Regions from separate parts of the Mus musculus genome. Here region 1 is linked to region 2. Evidence: chromatin contacts called from public promoter capture Hi-C data. All regions are on one chromosome and are shown on one strand. The core of a region is the stretch at or near the end of the contact, and the rest is flanking DNA. Distances in the headings are between cores, read along the strand shown.

What was found. Promoter capture Hi-C pulls out the DNA fragments that hold promoters and counts their contacts.
Region 1: a contact with region 2 is called in a promoter capture Hi-C map of liver, with 4 times the contacts expected there. The contact joins the enhancer-like site here to the promoter of Ces1a in region 2. A contact is called at or near these places in 11 of 39 promoter capture datasets (the 3T3-L1 cell line, 3T3-L1-derived adipocytes, the HPC-7 cell line and 3 more), 2 of 15 datasets of contacts at CTCF or cohesin (embryonic stem cells and stem cell-derived epiblast-like cells), 129 of 484 Hi-C or Micro-C datasets (the 3T3-L1 cell line, the 63-12 cell line, the AML12 cell line and 57 more), 14 of 115 datasets of contacts at active chromatin or transcription factors (astrocytes, cardiomyocytes, embryonic basal ganglia and 6 more) and 4 of 9 other capture datasets (adipose tissue, embryonic tail, liver and 1 more).

The regions. Positions count from the first base shown.
Region 1 is chr8:93,094,746-93,099,229 of GRCm38.p6, reverse strand. It overlaps Ces1c (carboxylesterase 1C), which reads left to right. Exons shown (of 13, transcript NM_007954.4): 13 at 1-215. The coding sequence ends at 65. Among named protein-coding and RNA genes, the nearest start is that of Ces1b, 17 kb to the right of the region's middle. Within about 2 kb of position 3,104, at least 3 of the 459 cell types and tissues checked have an H3K27ac peak or open chromatin away from gene starts, as enhancers often do. A contact at or near this core is called in the N1E-115 cell line, hepatocytes and liver, where this site is marked.
Region 2 is chr8:93,046,194-93,050,464 of GRCm38.p6, reverse strand. It overlaps Ces1a (carboxylesterase 1A), which reads left to right and starts at 2,273. Exons shown (of 14, transcript NM_001013764.2): 1 at 2,273-2,408. The coding sequence starts at 2,357.

The DNA.
Region 1 (4,484 bases), core at 1,855-4,354, 48 kb before region 2:
GGACTGAGCTCCTGGCTAAGAATCCACCTGAGACAGACCCTACTGAACACACAGAACACAAATGAATGGGAGGCTCTGCCAGTCTCAGGACCAGCGGAGCGAAAATGGAGCTATTCCACAAAGGATGACTATTCACCAAAGATGGATCTTACAGAGGAAACTGCACAATAGTACAGTATCACAATTTGAAAATAAATTTCCTTTTAGAAATCAAATCTGGGATTGTGTCTTGAGCTGAAAATGAATCCATCCTCATGGGTGTTGGGGTGGGAGGATGAAGAGAGCTACTGACATAGAAAGACACCTTTTCAGGTGAAGATCTGGGTAATGGTTACTGGAATGTGAGGGGAGATAGCTGATTGGAGGAAAGGTAGGATAGGATTATTACCTTATGATTCATCTCCACATAGACAACATTGTCACACTGCCATGCTAATCTCCACTCTGGGCAAGTGTGTGAGCCTAAATCTTCTGAGAATTACAAACCCAAAGAGGACTTTGAACTCATCACAGACTTCTCCACTGATGTTATCCAGGTGTTCATGAGTAAGAATGACAGCATATAGGAAAGCTGGACAAAGCCTGTCTGCTACATCCACTCCAGTAGTGTCACTCATGACAGGCCAAAAGCCTGGACACAGTCCCAAGGCAAAAAGTTCACGGAAACTTAGTCTCCTGGAACTGTGGCATCCAATAGCACATATGCTCCAATTTTGTCCTTGCAAATGGATCTCTGTGCTTTCTTTCAGTATTGTTTTATTATAGGTGCCTTCAAGCAATGACTTGCCACATACCTAAGCAAACTTGAACTTTGCTTCCTGGCCTTCATCAATGCCCTATGAAGTCCTTGAGGTATTCCAATCCTGGGCTTGGAATTCAGTAAGAATGTTGCCTATTCAGTGACATTCAGAATTGCCTCTAATATTGTAAGGGAGATAGTGAAAGAAATCAGGCATTACTATCTACTACATAGAGTTAGAAATTTCAGGGCAAGCTTAGCAAAGTAAGTTTAGAATTCTTATTATAGTTATGTATGGCAAACTACATTACTTATTAGTAGAAAGTCCCCCCCCACACACACACTATCACTTAGAATAAAAGCCAAGTTGCTCCCATATACAGGAATTTACAATGGTTTAGGAAGTAGATTGGGCTGTGGTTTTAGAGTATTGCATTATTCTTGAGAAGGTTAGCTAGAGCAGAACTCCCTAATTAGAACCATGACTTAGGCATGAAAGCCCTTGGCCCGGAGTGTAAAGATCTCACCCTGGCTTCTAAGAATATAGCTAACCTTAAACAGAGCTGACTTTGTCTCAGATGTTTTATTGCCCAGTTCCTGCCAGTCTTTGTGTTTGCATTTCTCTGTTTTGTGTAAGAGTTATTAAGCATCAGGTAACCTCATTGTACCTTGCTGATGTGTCACCTAACTTCCCTATTTTCTTCTGTATTAAAACTCTGGTGCTCAATTTGACAAATTACGTTCAAATACAGCACACTCCCTTGTGTCTGTATTTGTTTGTCGTTTCTCAACAACTCCTGCCCACCTGTCCGGAACCCTGATTTCTCCAGCAGATTGAGGGGGGCTGACTGAGACCAGTCCATGGCACCTGTCTCTGAAGGTCCAAATACACAATAATGCACAAACTTATTTATGTGAAAAAACAAAACCCCACTACCTCTGCAAAAATAGTATGGGAGCCTCTCTTCCCAGAGCTCTTTTGAAGACCCACTGAGGCCAGGCAAGCAGAGCTTTAATGTTTCCCTAAGTCGAGTGCAAGACCCAGTCCTGGGTGAAGGCACTAGGGATCTTTTGGTACCTGAGAGAGGCAGGATTACTGAGAGGATCCCAATTCCAAGACTGGGGACACGAGGTCTCACTAAGGTTAGGACTAGATCAGAGCTACAAAGACAGATCCCAGAACCTGCCATTTCATCAGCAGATGCAAGGTAACATCTAACTGAAGTCTACTTGTAGTGGAAAGTAAAAGTATGGAAAGAGACCCTCTGGGAGGGTCAGGTGAACAGAGTGGAAGGACCTGGAAAAAAAGGACAAAGATGGAAGAGAATAAGTTACAGTAATGAGCAATTTTTCAGCTTCCTGTAATTTATACAACTCTGCTTCAAAATGCAATGTATAATATGGAAAGATTTGAATATTGCATACCAAGCACAACTCCTAAACGTTTTTTTTTTTTTTTGCAGTGCCAGGCATTAAATTTTTTTAAAAAGAGGTTTCATAGTAATTGATTGCTGGAGATAAATGATTCTCGCTTTCAAAGAAAGCTAACTTGGAAAATGGCAGAAGAAATAAATGAACGTTTGGGAAAGTAGTGAATGGAATTCACCTTGTTAATAACTTTGCTAAATAAAATAGCCTTAAACATATTAGTTAACAATGGTCTCGAGACTGGATTTTAAAGCCCAAACCCAATTATGTGCTGAGTAACACAGTGCCTGACTCCACTTTGCGACCTCTATCTCCATATCTGGAAAAGCTGATTAGAAAGCCTGGGCACTTCCTGTCCTGGTGCCAGTGTAAGATCCAAGCCTCACAAGCTCACCCTGGCTTTAGTCCCAACAACAAAAGTCCTAAGCCACTGGCCTTTCCTTTCTGATTGAAAGTTTTGTCCTGTCCACCACACTGTGGCTAAGACTGCCACGCTGCATGTAAGAAGACTGTGCAATTTCTTTAAGGGAGGGGAGGTGTGGTTAGTATACATTCCCAGTAGAGACACACACAGTGGAAAAGAGAGAGAGATAATCCAAAGGCAGGAGACAAGTATACCAAACAGATACTGAAAGAACATGTGGTGGCTATGTGAATATCATGTTAACAGATACTGCAAGAAACAGCATTACAGGGTAAAAATAGGGTCCATTCTCCAATAAAACATGAAAGTCTTCAGTGTGGGTACACATAACCATAATCATACAGGCTTTGCATGACATGTTTGTTACCTCCCCCATAAACACACACACAGACACATCCCAAGATAAAGTTGAGTGTTGTTGTGATTTTCAGAAGTTCTCAGGATTGACATGGAAGGGAGAGAGAAGAGAGGCCAGAGGTCAACCACTGGCAGTGTGGAGCAACGGAAGAATAAGGCAGTCCATGGGACAAATGGGAGGTGGTATAGCATGGTCAGAGATCCCTAGAACAGAAGAGGGTGAGTTATGTATGTACATGAATGGCACCTGGACATCTATTTACTTTGACAATCTGATCCAAACTTCTTGTAGAAGATCACTGTATGAGCAGAGTAGTGTACATACAGCCTAATTTTCTAAAAAGTTCTCCAAATCATTTTGTTAATGTCCTTGACACTGAATATGCACTTTAACTAACAACTTTTAACATGATACCTTCATCTTTCAATGTTGATTAGGGCATCCCCACATTTTCACAAAATAGGGTGTTTCCAAGGCCAGGCTCTTTCAACCACTCCTAAATCCTGCAAGCATATGTCCCTAACAGGCTTCCTCAGCTTATCAAGCAGCAACTTGTTCTATTTTCCACCACAGTAGAATTTTATTTTATTTTTTTCTGAGAAAGCTTGCCCTACCAACAACCAGCATTGATCCTTTTCTCTTGTTCCATGACAGCAACCAGAGCCAACACCAGTCTTATTGACCTGAGTATTTCCCAGTGTCCAGCAGAGGGCAGCATAGGAATAAAAGAACATGGTTTCCTTCACAGCACCAAAGAGGCTGCTGGTATATGGCTGAGATGGTATAGATCCAGACAAGACTAGAAGCCTTAACACAAAGACACATTAGAAGCAAAACCTCAGTGTGGTGGTACATGTTTGTCATCTCAGCACCTAGGATGCAGAGATGGGAGAATCAGAAGTTCAAGGCCAGCCATGCCTGAAACCCTGACTCAAAACAAATATTAGAAACCAGTATCATCAAATGGGTTGGCTGTTTTCTCCAGAATATGTAGAATATGTGCTTCACAAGCATCTGAGACTGAAGATCCACAAGTTTCTAATTTCAAATCTTTGCATTTTATTTTACTATGGAGAAAACTACATTTTGGCAAATGTCTGATAAATGATGAATACTGTGGAGAGATCAAATGGACTTAGCATAGAAACGTTTGTTCCCAAAGTGTGGAGGAGACACTGAAGGAACAGCCATCCAGAGACTGCCCCACCTGGGAATCCATCCCATATACAGACACCAATTCCAGACACTATTGAGGATGCCAAAAAGTGCTTGCTGACAAGAACCTGATATACCAGCTCCTTAGAAGCTCTGCTAGAGCCTGACAAATACAGAGGTGGATGCTAGCAGTCAAACATTGGACTTAGCACGGGGTTCCCAATGGAAGAGTTAGAGGAAGGACTAAAGGAGCTGAAGGAGTTTGCCACTCCATAGGAAGAACAACAATATCAACCAACCAGACTCCCCAGAGTTCCCAGGGACCAAACCACCAACCTAAGAGTACACATGGTGGGACCCATGGCTCCAGTCACATATGT
Region 2 (4,271 bases), core at 1,024-3,523:
ATGGTTTTTTTTTTTGTTTGTTTGTTTGTTTTGGTTTGGTTTTTTTTTTAATGGTATCTTCTGCACTTGAGATTCTCTCTTCTATCTCTTGTATTCTGTTGGTGATGTTGACATCTATGACTCCTGATCTCTTTCCTAGGTTTTCTAACTCCAGGGTTGTCTCTCTTTGTGATTTATATATTGTTTCTATTTCCATTTTTAGATCTTGGATGGTTTTGTTTGTTTCCTTCACCTGTTTGATTGTGATTTCCTGTAATTCTTTAAGGAATTTTTGGGTTTCCTCTTTAGAGACTTTTAGCTGTTTACCTGTGTTCTCCTGTATTTCTTTAAGGGAGTTATTTATGTCCTTCTTAATGTCCTCTATCATCATTATGAGAAATGATTTTTAGATCCGAATCTTGCTTTTCCACTGTGATGGTGTATCCAGGACTTGCTATGGTGGGAGAATTGGGTTCTGGTGATGCCAAGAAACCTTGGTTTCTGTTGCTTATGTTCTTATGCTTGCCTCCTGCCATCTGGTTATCTCTAGTGCTACCTGCCTGGCTATATCTGACTGGAGCCTGTCCTTCCTGTGATCCTGGTTGTGTCAGAACTCCTCAAAGTTCAGTTGTCTTTGGGATCCTATAATTCTGGGATCCTGGGATCCTGAGATCCTGGGTGTGTCAGAGCTCCTGGGAGTCAAGCTGCCTCTGGGACCCTGAGATCCTGGTGTAATCAAGTTCCTAGGAGCCTCTGATCCTGTGATCCTGTGTTCCTGAACATGTTATAGCACCTGGGAGTAGAGCTTCCTCTGGGTGTTGTGGGACTGGCTGTGGAGTTTGTGCCCAAGGTCTGCTTAGGGCACTGGCTAAAAACCAGAAGCAACCTGTGCTAATGGTCGGGTGGACTTCCTGGGTGCCTGGGTCCTGCTGTTTCCAGTTACTTCTGGGACTAACAACTTTTAAAATGTTACCTTCATCTTTCAATATGATTTAAGGTGTCCCCACATTTTCAGGAGATAAGGTGAGTCCAAGGCCAGGCCCTTTCAGTCACTCCTAAATCCTGCAGACACATGTCCCTAACAGGCTTCTTCAGTTCATTAAGCAACAACTTGTTCTATTTTCCACCACAGTAGAATTTTATTTAATTTTGTTTTCTGAAAAAGCTCCCCCACACACACTTGTTCCATGATATCAACCAGAACTAACACCATAAAGTCCCATTGACCTTAGTATTTCCCAGTGTCCAGCAGAGGGAAGCACAGGAACAAAGGAACATATTTTTCTTCACAGATCCAGGGAGGCTGCTGGTGTGGCTGAGATGGTGCAGATCCAGACAAGACTAGAGGCCTTAACACAAAAACAGATTAGGAACAAAACCTCAGTATGGTGGTATGAGTTTGTAATCTCAGTATGGTGGTATGAGTTTGTAATCTCAGTACCTAGGAAGTAGAAACAGGAGAATCAGAAGATCAAGGCCAGCTATGGATGAAACCCTGCCTTAAAACAAAAATTAGAAACCAGTATCATCAAGTGGGTTCCCTGATTTCTCGGGAATATGTAGAAGTAGGGAAAGGTGAGAAGATGTGTTTCACAAACATCAGTGACTCAACTCCCACGAGTTTCTAATTTCAAATCTTGGCATTTTATTTTACTGTGGAGAAAAATACATTTTGGCAAACGTCCAATAAATGATGGATACTGTGGAGAGATGGAGTTGATTTAGCACAGAAATTTTTCTCCCAAACATATTTAAAAGTAGTGAGCTCTCCGAGTCTAGAGGTGGATGGCAGATGGCTTGGCCACTTGGTAGGAGCATTGGGAACCTACTTTAAGCATCAGAAAGAGAACTACTCACAATTTAACTTCACTTGCAGACTTGAGAACACAGAATTTCTGAGCCACTATCTGAGGGAAGTTGTAGATATGTTCTAAACTCCCCAGACAGCAGCTGTGGAGCTGAGCATTGCTCTAAAATTTCCAGCCCTTTCTGAGGGTCTCAGACCAAAGCTTAGCCCTGCCTGAAGATGCCATTTGCTGTGCATGCCTTTGGGAAGCTCAAGGTGGACGGAGGTTAGAGTGCCACGGGAAAGAGCTTATGTAAGATGTTGTTGTTTGAGATCATATGTAATCTGATAGTTGAGTCTGGAACCAATTATAAGAGCTTGAACTAAGGCTATGTATGGCTTGGGTTGCCATCAGACTCCTGGGAGCTCTGTGGAGCAGGCAGAGCACCTTGTCATCTCATGATTAGGCCACTGGACCACACATGGATGGATGTGGTAACAAGGCCTCACCATCTAAGACAGGTTATACAAAGCCCTTCAGAAGAGCACCAAGATCTCGTCACAGGGCCCCAAAGCAACTGGCCTTCCAGCATGTGGCTCTTTGCTCTGGCCCTGGCTTCCCTCAACACTTGCATGGCTTTGGGTAAGTTCTTCCAAAACACAAACACTTGGAGCTCTTTTGAAGCTCCTAAGCCAGGGCAAATGGGAGTGTAAATGCGTATGAAGAGAAGAGAGGCCAGGTTCCATTCTGTATCAGAGATCACCAGCATGATTTCAAAATGGGCTTGGAGCAAAGGAACCCAGCAAGCTCCTCCCATCACAGAGATCCAGGGAAAGAAAACCATGGTGATACTGCAGCTGCAGGTGCTAAGAAGTCATTGAGCTAGCATGAGAGGCCCTAGCTATCTCCCAGATCTTACTCTATCTCTGGGTAGACATAAAAAGAGGCTCAGCAGAGTTTTAACAGCATTGAGTCAGGAGCCAGGGCACAAGGCTAGAGTCTAGTTCAGCTCTTCTGATCCCCATGACTTTGGGAAAGACACTTCAACTTTGCAGTGTCTGGGTGATGAATCTGGAAAATGGAAAGCAATAGAGCCTTCCTTACTGGGCTGTACTGAGGGTGGCATAGGTGGTTGTTTTGTAGCTCTTAGCATAGTGTCTGGTCTAGAAGCACAATATATGGATGGACGTAAAGGGGTGATATCTTTAATGGGTATATTAATAAAAATTTGAAATATGGTCAAGCCAACATGTTAAGAGCCAAATGCTACTAAGAAGATAATTTGTTCCTCAGTCCCCAAGAGATATTGGTATGAACTGTATGTTGTATGAGAAGGTGATTAAGAGGCACACCTTAGACTCAGGAGCCTGTCATTGTAGGAGAAGGACCACAGACACACCTAGATGAGAGAGGGAACAGAAAGGAGCTGCAAGGAGTTGGAGGAGGGATTAAGGCCTTCACATCACCAGGGGGGGCTGGGACTTGTACTGAGGGAATGAATAAGTAAATGAGGGGAGATGGAAAGGAATTGCATACGTGAAAAAGCAGAGTTCAGAGATTCAGATACCAAGGTACAAGTTCTGGCTGGGAAGAATAAATGGGCTACAAATACTGCTAAGTAGAGACCATGGGAACTGGGGGGGGGTCTGAAATGTACAGGTGCATGATGTGGAGACTCTCAAATCCCTAGATAAAGGACTGAGGTTTGCTTAATGGTCAAGTAAAGAACAGGGACCATTCTGGAGTCAAGAATATTCTCCTGGCAGTTCTTAACATGGTCATCCCAGCCAGGCTAGCCTGCGAGCTCCATTCTTGTGGCACATACAGTTCTTCCCTAACTCCCTACAGCTTCGTCCCTGTCTTGGTCCTCCTTTGTTTGGCTCTATACAAAGCCAGACTGACCATCTGTCCTGATGCTGAAGGGCATTGGCATTCTTGATCATGGTCATGGATCATATGTTCTCCTGTGTGGCTTCAGGGCATCAGTATCTCAGAGCATCCCTCTCAGAACGTGATTCTATTCTCTCATTCACCAACTGTTGCCACTGAGTACAGACACTTTGTCAACATCTCCACTCAAGTGTGTGGTCAGAAATAAATAATGATTCAAAAATGGTCTTACCAAAGAGAACAGCCAATAGCCCTGGAAGGTCTTTTAGGAAACCATATTGCAAAACAAATCAGGGTCTACTCCAAGCACTGGAAACAGTCCCAACTGAGAACAACACACTAGAGTGGTCACAGGAGGAAGGGCAAACAAAGCACCATGGAAGTCCAGGGAGACATGGAGAAGGGGCTGGAAGAGTGTGAGAGCTACCTCTGAGCCAAGATCACTAGCTGTGGTCCATGTTAGCTCAGTGATGCTTTCCTGCCACCTGAAGTGGGTAGAAATGAGTAGCCAGAAGGTGGAAAGTGGACCATTGAGATGAGAAAATATAAAAAGAAATAAAAGATTACTTATCAAATGGGGGTATTCATATGGGGCATTTACTGTGCACCAGATGT